Linked DNA regions of Sus scrofa: all the other regions are linked to region 1. Evidence: chromatin contacts called from public Hi-C and HiChIP or PLAC-seq data. All regions are on one chromosome and are shown on one strand. Each heading gives the region's core, a stretch centred on a gene start, on an enhancer-like site or on the middle of the called end of the contact. The rest is flanking DNA. Distances are from core to core; before and after follow the strand shown. Region 1 holds the start of THOC1 (THO complex subunit 1). Region 2 holds the start of SNRPD1 (small nuclear ribonucleoprotein Sm D1). Region 3 holds the start of YES1 (tyrosine-protein kinase Yes).

Region 1 (3,680 bases), core at 409-2,908:
CCGCGGGAGGGAAGGTGGAGGCGGACCACAGAAGACGCGCGGAAGAGGCAGGTAATGCGCCTTTCCCACTTCCCAGGGCACGGCAGGGCCGGGAGCACGTCGCCGCGGAGCACACGCCTCTGTCCCCGCTTTACCCCCAGAGCAAAATTCCAGTAATTTCACAAAGAGGGGGGCAAAAATTAGCGCAGGGCCAGAGCTACACCCTCCTGCCTTCAGCTCACCGTAAACCGCGTCCGCGCTTCGGGCAAACTGAAAAGCGGCGGCGTCGGCGACATCTTCTCGGCTGCGCGTGCCCGCCACCGCGCCGCGGCGCCTGACGATGACGTCAGGTAAGGAGCAACGAGAGGGCTGGCTCCGTGAGAGGATAGAGCGGCCTCTACGTTCAGGGCTGGGCCCATTTGTTAATGGGAACAATTGTGGTGACCGCGGTCGGGCGGGCGTGGGAAGCCTGAGTCGGCCACTCAGTGCTTGATCCGGGTTCGTGGGTGACCCTTAGAGTGACGGCAGATTCGAGGCCTCGTCTTGTAAGAGCTGCGCGTTGCTGGCAAGGACGCACACTTGACAGTGGTTTTCCAGGTTTGGGGAGGATGGGTGAATGCGTCAGGTTATCGGCTCAGTGGGCCGCGAGGGAGGGTAACTACTGCCTGAGAATCCAAGGCAAGTGGGTTATCCCGGAAAGCTTCAGGCTGAGGAAGTGTCGGCAGTGGTCCTGAGCCGCCAGATCGCAGTTCTTCTCGAAGGCGTGGTTACAGCTCGGGATTTGCGTATCGGCCCTGGAGCTCCTGGGATCTGTAGCTCAGGTGCAGTCCCCTCTCCTGAGAAATACAAACAGTACCCCTATTCTTGGGTCGTTGAGGAGCTTGAGTGAAATAATGAATGCAAGTGTGGCTTGTGTAGCAATGTAAGTATTATTAGGAATATTTGGGGATTAGCTGACTTTGCTGTTACGTAGAGGTCTCTACTGGAGGAGGAACCTCGGGGAGGAATGTGGTACTCGGCGCTGATTGGATAACCGGTGGCACCGCGTTGGGGATTAAGGCAGCGGTTGCAAAACCTTGGCTTCCCGGCAGTTTGCTCCCTTGTCCCCTCTTGCTTGGCCAATGAGAAGCCAAGTGGCCGGAATTTATTCAGTTGGAATTTTGTAGTGGGAAAAGAAACGCTGACCCAAACACAAGGAACTTTACACCAGCTCTTGTCTCCCTCCATATGGGTGTAAAGCTAGGCGAGCTTTACCTCGTTTCCTTCGTTGACTCCAGCGGGAATACAGAATGCTAACAAAAAGATAGCTTGGCATAATCTTCTCCCTAATGTGGGAATTGTGAACACTGATGGCTACCCGGAGCGTTGCAAATTTTTTTTTTTTTTTAGAATCAACAGAATCAATCATTCAGGTTCCGTTGTATAACTTAAATTTCCAAATTGCCGAAATAAACTGCGACTAAGCAATTTAATAGGTAGCTGATGTAATAGGATTAGTATATTATAGATGATTGTTAACTGTCTGGAGGTAACTAAGAGTTAAGAGATAAATAAAATTATTTTTTACAAAAATCCAAACAGGAAGAGTTTGAGTTTATTGATCCATCTGTCAAAGCCTAGTCACACAATGGTTTATTCACACATCTGTTGGGCACTTTGTACACAGTGGACAGTATCTGTTTGAGTAATCAATGAACAAATGATTGAATGGACCAGGTAATACAGCTTAATTGCCTTTTTGAGGAGTGCTGGCCAACATAAATGAAAAACTGCAGTATACAGTTTTGATTAGGAGTAATTTGCATAATAGCTCTATAAGAGATTAATTTTTGTATGCTTCACACTGTTAGACCATCATAAGAAATGCCCAAGTTTTATTGAGTATCTCCTATCAGCCAGACACTTTTTCTGCATTATTTTTACTAGTTACAACAACGTTGTACATGGTTAACACTTTGAGGAAATAGGCTCCTCTGACCTAGATCACATAGCTAGAGAAAGCTGAATTTGGGATTTGAACCCCTAGCTTTAAGCCCAAAGTCTGTATTTTTCTCAAATCTTAACCCATGAATCTTCCCCAAGCCATGGGCCTCATAAGTCATTTCCTTATAATTAGATAAGGGTAAGGATCTTATTGTCAATAATATATATATTTTTAAGAAGTATGTAATAATAACATCAAAGAGCAGACATCCAATAACATGTAAACTCAAATTTCCTGAGCACCTCTTTTTTCCTCCTACGCTAGCGAGGTAAAAGGGGCCAGGGAATGCCTTGCTGTTAGGAAACACCCTCCATGGGAAATTCTAGGAAGGATGTTTAAATGGATTCTAAGCACATCTTTCTTCCTCTTCTGGTGTGTCCACTGGATTCAAGTTTCCATTGGAGTGGTGAGATCTAGAAGACGACCAAGGGGCAGCTTGGTCTGCTTTTGTTGTGGTCTTTATCCTCTGGCCCAGGCCAAGGAAACATCCTTTTCCAGGCTCCCCAGTCAGCCGTGTTAGAATGTTGGGTTGCGGCTTTTGGTGGTTCCAGTTCTGGGCCCTATCTGTAGGTCCCTTTCTCTCTGTAGGTAGTTTAAGTGGATTGAAAGAATTATATTAACAGGGAACTGATGTGTGAGAGACAAAGTTGAGCAACAAGAGTGAGATTCTTGGCTTAGGAGAAATGGGACTGAAAAGAAGAATGGAAGAGAGCTGGCACTTTGTGTAAGTTTTGGGACTTATATTTTGTGGGGAAAAGAGGAATTACGTGAAAACAATCTGTGGGTGCTGCCTTTTTAAGTAGGGTGATGGCAGTTTTCAAGCGTTTTATATTGTAAATATGGTACAATTCATTACTTATTTGTTGAGTGCCTACTATTTGCTAGGCACAAATATAATATTAGGTTATATATGCAGTATTATTATTTTATTTCATTACCATCATCTAGTGTTCTTGATAAAATTCTGTTTGGTGATCTTGATTGGAGCATCATAGATGAACATAATTTAAGGTTAGAAATAGAATGATGGGTGACTTCTTGCCTTGGTGAGCCCTGCTTCCCTGAAGGGTTGGGCAGAAATTTTGATTGAAATTGACCTATCATTTGGTTTCTTTCGCTTTCCTGTCCTGTTTCTCTCCTATACTGGTTTCTCCTGAAAGCACCTTAATTATTTATTCAGAAATTCTTACCTGGGGTTGCTTCTGCAAGTCTTGATTGAGTTAGTTTGAGTCTATTGAGAAGCGGACATCAACACAGGATTAAGTGGGCAAGAGATGTACTAGGGAGGGAGAGGAGCAGGCAGGGAGAGCTTACAGACCATGCTGTAGTGCTGACTCCTCTGGAAGATGTCTGCTGGGGAGGAGAGAGAGAGATGAAAAAGTGATAGGAAAAGAGATTCACTGAAGAATACTTTGATCTCTGGGTTTTCCATGTCAGATGACAGCTTCATTATCACCTTCTAGGTGGAGTTGGATTTCATTCACTTGCCATCAAAGACTCCCAATTAATGCAGGAGCTGAAGTGGGTTTTATCTGCAATTGTGTGAGTTACCTAGTTTCCATTTCTCTGTCTCCAAAAGAGGAGGCTGGGCCACCCCTCTGAAGTTCTGAATGAGGTGGATTGACTTTCAAATGATCCATTGTGCTGGAAATTTAGGTTCTAGCAGGTGTATACATCTCTGTTACCTTCCAAGAGTCAGGTAAAATCTGCAGTTGGA
Region 2 (3,680 bases), core at 861-3,360, 760 kb before region 1:
CTGTGGTGTGGACTGCAGACATGGCTGGATCTGGCGTTGCTGTGGCTGTGGCGTAGGCTGGCATCTGTTGCTCTGATTAGACCCCTAACCTGGGAACTTCCATATGCCGTGGATGTGACCCTAAAAAAAAGAAAAAAAAATAAACTTTAAGTTCTGAGATGTTTACCTTCAAAGTTATACCTCAAATAAAATGGACAAAGTCTTTCAGTTATAAGTAAGAACTAGAAATGTAATATGCAATATGATAAATGTAATCAATACTGCTGTATGTTATATATTAAAGTTGTTGAGAGTAAATCATGAGTTCTCATCAGAAGAAAAAAAATTTTTTTGTCTATTTCTTTAATTTTATATCTACATGAGATGATGGATGTTCACTACACTCTTTATGATGTACGTAAATCAAATCATTATGCTGTGGGAGTTCCCTCGTGGTGCAGCTGGTCAATAAAGAAAGAATCCAGTGTTGTCATTGCAGCCTTGGGTTGCTGCTATGGCACAGGTTCGATACCTGGCCTGGGAACTTCCACATGCCTTTGGCACGGCCAAAAAAAATCATTATGTTATATACCTTAAAGTTACACAATGCTGAAAGCCAGTTACATCTCAATAAAACTGGAAGGGAAAAAAATAGACAAAAAGTCAATCTTAAATGCCTTCTCTACAAACACCAGCCTGAATATGACAATGAGGATTCTTTATGTTATCTCAAACTATCTTCTTGTCTATCTTCTCTGCAAAACGAACGCTACTACAACATAGGACTCTTTAAGGGGGGGGTGGGCTACTGCTGTAGCACAACTGGGATTCTTGGCGTCTCTGGAGCACTGGGATGCAGGTTCGATCCCCAGTTCAATCCCCACCGGCACAGTCCAGCATTGCTGCAGTTGCCGAGTAGGTTGCAAATGCAGCTAGGATGTGTTCCCTGGTCCAAGAACTCCATGTGCTTAACTATTTGGTCGACATTGACAATTCTTGACTCAACAGACAATAAACTAGTTAAGCTAGTTTATAACTGCCGGCTGAGTTGTAAAAGCCTCTGCTTCTATGTTCCAGGCTCTCAGCCTCAAGGAGAAACATCAGAACTCAATCTATTTGCAGGTAGTTTTTGTGATGAATTAGCTCAACCAGTAAACGAGTCTTCAGCAGGCTCAACTAATCGACCAAATTTAAATACAGAAATAAACAGAATAAATCTCGATTATCTGTGTAATCAGCCAAAAAGTACGGAAGAGTGATTCTACCCCATATTGAGAGGTTTTTTCCTAAATCAAAGGGCTATTTTAAAGGGAAATGTAAGTTGAATAATCTTAAGGCTAGGGAATAACAACAAGAGGGAAAAAAAACACTATTAAAAAAAAAAAAAACCTCAGGAAATCAGAAGTCCATCCCTGATCCCTGATTTAAAATACTTCGGAATTGGATTTCATTATCTCCAGATAAACCCCTGCAGCTTCTAAGTACTCTTTTAAGTGTGACGGTAGTTTCATTAAAAAATATGCATTAATTTAAACTACTTGTGCAGGATGTACAATTTTTATGTCTCCCACGTTCTCAGGAAGCGTGGACCTAGTTAAATTTGCCGGTTCCTGAGTGCTGAGACGAGCCAGAAACGTTCTAACAGAAACGGAAGTCTGTAACTCACCGAAAGTAAGAGCTTGTAAGCCTGGCTCTGTACTTTTAAGGCCTCTAAGACACCTGATGGGAAAACACCGCCCGGCCTTCAACCTCTCGGAAGACCCGCAGATCCCTGGGCGACCCAGTCTGAAGCCTGGTCGAGTGCCCGCGGCGACGCGACCAAGATGGGGCGGGAGCGGCGGGCGCCGAAGGCCGTTAGCAGGCCGCGCGCGCACGCGGCTTTCGCGCCTCCTGCATCTCGGGCAGCTCAACCCCCCCGCTCCCGGTCCAGGACATCCCCTCATAGTACCCACCCTGCTCGGTCACCTCCTCACCTCACGAGCTTCATCCTCTCGGTCCGATAGTACACAAAACCCCACCGCAGAGGCCGACCCGCAGGGAGAATGAATGACCGGAAACGCTTACTCCCGGGGATCGACGTAAAGAGCGCGCGGATCCCTGCGCACTCACGGCGGAAACGCCGAGGCTGCGCTTGGGCCACTCTCCCTTCCGGCCGCGAGTAGCGCCAGTGCGGCCTCTGGCGGCAGGAGGTGTGCCTTGCAACTGTTAAGGGCGTTTAGGGCCGATCCAGGAGGAAACTTCCTGTAAGAGAGAGTATTTCAGGAAATTAAATCCTATTAGCGAGCATAACAAGGCTCCGGGTATTATGTAGCACCAAATTTTCTCGTGAATGAAAGGAAATAATTGGAGAATCCCAAAGGATTATGCTCCACCACCAGGTATCTCAGCGTTACTTAATGTGCTGAAGAAAATCATACAATTTAACTGATTATTTTCACTTTAAATTCTGGTCACAAACCTCAAAAGTGTCCCTTGCACTGCCCAGAGATCGTTATGCTTCTCTAATAAGCTCACAAAGTATTTCATACCTTCTTTCTTCTCTTTATCTCAAACCTTTTACAGTTCTTCTCCCAAATCACTCTCTAACGTATCCTACTTTTAGAAAACAGAAGCCATCCTTCTGCTTCCCTTTCTGTGACAACGATAGAAGTATTATTGCTCCTTTGGAAAGCAAATTCCTCTTGGTTGTAGTCTGGATCCCATCTCATTTCCTCAAGAATTTCACTCCTTCAATGATCCCCTTCTAATTTGAATCATCAATTCCTCCTTCTCTACTGATTTTTTCTATCAACATATAAATTTATCTAAAAAACAAACAAGCAACGAGTTCCCACTGTGGCGCAACAGGATTGGGCAGCATCTCTGCAGCTCCAGGACGCGGGTTTGATGTCCAGCCCTGCATTGCTACAGCTGGCTGTAGTGTGGGTTCCAACTGTAGGTTGGATCTGATTCCTGGTCTGGGAACTCCATATGCCTCGGAGATGGCCAAAAATGGAAAAAGAAAAAAAGGAAAGGAAGAAAGAAAAAATTTTGTAGTGCCAGTTGTGGGAACTCGGCAGGGTAAGAACCTGACTAGTATTCATGAGGATGTGGGATCTATCCCTGGCCTCATTCAGTGGGTTACGGCTCCAGTGTTGCCACAAGCTGCAGCGTAGTTCACAGATGCAGCTCAGATCCAGTGTTGCCGTAGCTGTAGTGTAGGCCTCAGCTGCAGCTCTGATTCAAGCTTCCATTTGCTGCAGGTGAGGTCTTAAAAAAAAAAAATTCTCCTCTCATGCAGCTCTAGCTCCCACCAGATTTCTTCCACAGAAAACCTCCTTAAATGAGCTGTCTATAACTTGTTTTTATTGCCTTGTAATTCGATCTTCAAATACACTGAGATTGCTTTTCTAATGGTGATCAAAAACCCAATACAAACTTCTGTCTTCCTCTTACTCAGCATCTCAGCAGCATTCAAAACAGACACTCTCCTTTGAAACATGCTCCTTTCTTGGCTTCCAGGATGCCAAGTATGCCTGGTTTTAATTCAATCTCACTAATGACTCTTTCTAGGTCTCCTTAGGCTGCCTCATTGTCTCCTGAGCCATTACATGCTGGAGTGCTTCTTGGCTTACCCTCAGCGTAGTCTCTTCATGGATACTTTCTCCTTTAGCCTAGGTGATCTCCCAAACCACAGCTTTAATATGTATCTCAGGACTTCA
Region 3 (3,680 bases), core at 332-2,831, 530 kb after region 1:
TAAAGTACAATTAAACTTCCTTTTATTAAAGGGTCAGCTATGGCAGGGGTCTAGAGTATTAACAAAACAGAAATATGGTTTACTGACATACAATATAGACCAATATATGAAAATCATGTGACACATACAAGATCCTTGGCTTCTAATACAAGACACTCCATTACCTGTCCATTCAAAATGTTGTTTCCTGTCCACTGTGTGCCAACCATTGTGCTAGCTAAGATATTAGATTTGCCACATACTTTCTTTGCTTTAAATGCACACTTACATGTACATATATAGTAATATTTTCCTCCTCATGTAATTTAACTATAAACATTTAACAGGATGGTTTAAACACACTAGAATTATCAAGATAACTTTGGTACTGCAATCCTGCAGCTGCAATACACGAATATACTACAATCACATATAGGTATATGTGAAATCATCTATGTGAACACACATACCAGTGGAAACTATGTATGTTCCCATGATAATGGCATGAACATAAAGTTTTATTCGAATGGAGACTCAACTTTTCATTTCTTTAATAATTTATGAATTGTCATTCCATGCCTGTTTTAATTAAGCAGAAAATAATTCAACCACCACACAGCAAAAATTAAAGCGGTCTCTACATCGGACTTGATTTTCGAAGAGCTTCTTAAAACAACGCTGCCCCATGTCCAATGAAGCAAAAGCGGAAAGCAATTACCAAAAAGAAAAACATATTAAAAACAAAATTTTCTTTAACACATGCGGACAGAGAACCGAACCAAATGGGAGGCAGAACTGCAAAACAATGTAAAAGTGCCCGCAGAACGGCATATTTCCCAACCCCCAACCCAAAACAAAGGAAAACTTTAACATGTTGCGGTTTTCAATCAAACCAAGTGCAGCGAGAGGCTCACCCACTCGCTCCCCCCAACCACGCCCGCTCTCCCGGCACAGTTGCCACCCGGCGTCCGCCAACGCGCAGACCCCCGACCCCTGGGTCGGAAAGAGGCCACAGCCCTCACCCCTAACTTCGGCCAAAATAAACCTCGCTGCCCCCTTGGCCGACGGCCCGCACGACCTTATAGACGCTTGTGCGGATGTCCCAGCGCAGCGAGGACCTTAGGGCGGACTAGGGCGGGATGGAGAAGGGCTGGACGGGGCGGAGACCCAGGCTGGGGGCAAGCAGGTAGCGCCGGGAAGGAGACACACCCGCCGGGCTAGCGGGGCCGGGGGAGGGGAGAAGTTTCTCCCCAACTTCCCGACTCGGAGCGGGCGGGGGCGGGGAGCAGCGGCGCCTCCGGGCGCCGGGGCCTACTGCTGTGGGCCGGGGTCGGCCACCTCCCCCCGCGGGGCCCCGAAAGGTCCTTACCTGCCCTCCAGCTGCGCTCGCATGAGTCGCCGCGACGGCGGGGAGGGCTGGCGGGGAGGGGGCGGCGGGCGGAGGCGAGGCCCGCGGGGCCCTCTCCCTCCTCCACCTCCTCGTCCCAGGCGCCCGGCGGCAGGAACGATTGCACAGCCAGCGGAGGACTCGCTACTTCAGGAGGAGGGAATTCCCGGGCTCTCCCACCCCTCGGCCTCACGCTCCGCCTCCTCCCCGTGCGGGGCCCGCCCTCACTCCAGGCTCCGCCCCCTGCGCGGGGGCGGGGGCGAGGACTACCTGCGCTGCCGACCGGTCACCGGAACTCGCGCGGCGCGGAGCTCCAGCGACCCCGCCTTCCGGCCTCCGCACGCGCCCCTCCTGGGCTGTTGGCCGCCCTCCGGCGGTCGGGGTCAGCGGCGAGTCCGAGTTACTTCTCCCGACCCAACATGGCGGCGGGGTCCGGGGCGGATTCCCGAGGCGGCGCAGGCTAAGGGGGCGTGAGGAGGAGGCGCTTCTCCACGAGGAGCGCAGTACCACAGCGCCCCCTCCCCACCCGCGGACCTTGTGGCCGCCCGCTCGGCTGCGGCGGGAGATGGAGCGGGAGTTCGCTTCCACCCCGTCGTAGTTTCCCCTTATCTTCGCCAGGCTCTCTGTAGTTGCCGGGGGCTTTGTCTTTGCGGGGTAGGCACGGGGGAGGGGGGAAATGGTGAGTTGGGTGCTTGCCCCTCAGCGCTATGCTTCCGCACCCTTTGTCGTTGGTAGTAAAATCTCAGCCAGCCGCGTGAGCCAGAGGGGCGTTACTAACACCCTCATCACGGTCCTGACTGCCGTCCAAAAAACGTTCGCGTCTGGCCTCCTTCCGATCCAGGGATCCTGTCCCAGCCCCAGGAGCTTCCTGTTGACTATTGGTCGAACCAGCCTTGCGGAGAGAGGGAACCCAAGCCGAGTTCTGTTGGCGACTCTCCCAGTAATGGTGGCTTTGGCTTGTTTTAGGAGACCGTATTCTTAGGCGATCGTGGCAAGATCCCAACGAAGGAACTGGACAGGTATTGTCCTGTTCGACAGTTGTGGAAACTGAGACTGCCACCCCGACGAACGCGGAGCAGCCCCAACTGGAATCCTGCTCACCTGCATCCAAGCACCTTTTCCTACTGGCCTTGTAGTGAGTCGCCGATGGAGAAGAAAAGGAGAGGGTCCCGAAGAAGCTGAGATTAAAAGTGAGGGTCAGGGAGTTCCCGTTGTGGTGCAGTGGTTAACGAATCCGACTAGGAACCATGAGGTTGCGGGTTCGGTCCCTGCCCTTGCTCAGTGGCTTAACGATCCGGCGTTGCCGTGAGCTGTGGTGTAGGTTGCAGATGCGGCTCGGATCCCGCATTGCTGTGGCTCTGGCGTAGGCCGGTGGCTGCAGCTCTGATCAGACCCCTAGCCTGGGAACCTCCATATGCCGCGGGAGCGGCCCAAAGAAATAGCAAAAAGCCAAAAAAAAAAAAAAAACAAAAAAAACTGAGGGTCACTCAGTGTCTGAAAGGGCTGAATCCTCTGCTAAAATCACTTCTGCCCTCTCAGACTCAGATTAACTTCCTCTTCGTATTTCCTCTTTGGTGGGATTATCACAACAATGTTGGGGCTGTTGGTTTCCTTTGTGGTTTTTAGCGAAATTCAGAAACATCTTCGACAAATATGAAGTAGTACCATCACGTGTCAGTATTCTGATATTCTAGGAACTTAGTAAATGCATATAAGGGTTTGAAAAAAAAATTTCAGCTCATTAAATGTACCAAAGATAAGCATAGGCATTCACATTAAAAGGTACATGTAACATGGTGCTTTATTATTTGATTTAGCTTCTGAAACATCATTTGCCCTTAATTTTCTTGGGCAATAAAATTTTCATGTAAAAAAAAATGCATACAGATTTGTTTTTGGCCATGCTGGTGGTATTTGGAAGTTCACCCGTGGGGGAATCAAATCCAAGCCACAACAGTGACCCAAGCCACAGCAGTAACAGCATTGGATACTTAACACAGAAGCCACAGGGAATTCTGAGATATATTTTTTCAATTGTATGGCCAGCATATGGAATTTCCCAGGCCAGGGACTGTATCAGCCACAGCTGCAACCTACACCACAGCTGCAGCAATGCCAGATCATTTAACCACTGCACCCCAAATGGATCACACCTGGACCTCTGTGGTGACGGAAGTCAAACTACTGCAGTCAAGATTCTTCTTCTTCTTCTTCTTCTTTTTTTTTTTTTTGCAGTCAGATTCTTAACCCACTGTCCCATGGTGGGGATTCCTGAGATATTTTTCTTGTCCTAAACTCACAGCCTCAAAAAAAA

Evidence for each region. A called contact is a pair of places that touch in the nucleus more often than the background predicts. HiChIP or PLAC-seq counts read pairs in DNA pulled down with a chosen protein or histone mark.
Region 2: an H3K27ac HiChIP or PLAC-seq map of skeletal muscle shows a contact between it and region 1, with 9 times the contacts expected there. The contact joins the promoter of SNRPD1 here to the promoter of THOC1 in region 1. A contact is called at or near these places in 1 of 5 promoter capture datasets (liver), 1 of 47 Hi-C or Micro-C datasets (heart right ventricle) and 1 of 2 datasets of contacts at active chromatin or transcription factors (skeletal muscle).
Region 3: a Hi-C map of liver shows a contact between it and region 1, with 9 times the contacts expected there. The contact joins the promoter of YES1 here to the promoter of THOC1 in region 1. A contact is called at or near these places in 3 of 5 promoter capture datasets (fetal liver, fetal skeletal muscle and liver), 12 of 47 Hi-C or Micro-C datasets (alveolar macrophages, brain, embryonic fibroblasts and 7 more) and 2 of 2 datasets of contacts at active chromatin or transcription factors (alveolar macrophages and skeletal muscle).

What each region holds. Positions count from the first base shown.
Region 1 is chr6:106,037,240-106,040,919 of Sscrofa11.1, reverse strand. It overlaps THOC1 (THO complex subunit 1), which reads right to left and starts at 1,658. Exons shown (of 20, transcript XM_021096158.1): 1 at 222-1,658. The coding sequence starts at 398. It overlaps LOC110261178 (a long non-coding RNA gene), which reads left to right and starts at 374. Exons shown (of 4, transcript XR_002345053.1): 1 at 374-800.
Region 2 is chr6:106,796,631-106,800,310 of Sscrofa11.1, reverse strand. SNRPD1 (small nuclear ribonucleoprotein Sm D1) reads right to left here and starts at 2,110. Exons shown (of 4, transcript XM_003127854.5): 1 at 1,953-2,110. The coding sequence starts at 1,966.
Region 3 is chr6:105,503,985-105,507,664 of Sscrofa11.1, reverse strand. YES1 (tyrosine-protein kinase Yes) reads right to left here and starts at 1,581. Exons shown (of 12, transcript XM_021096152.1): 1 at 1,349-1,581.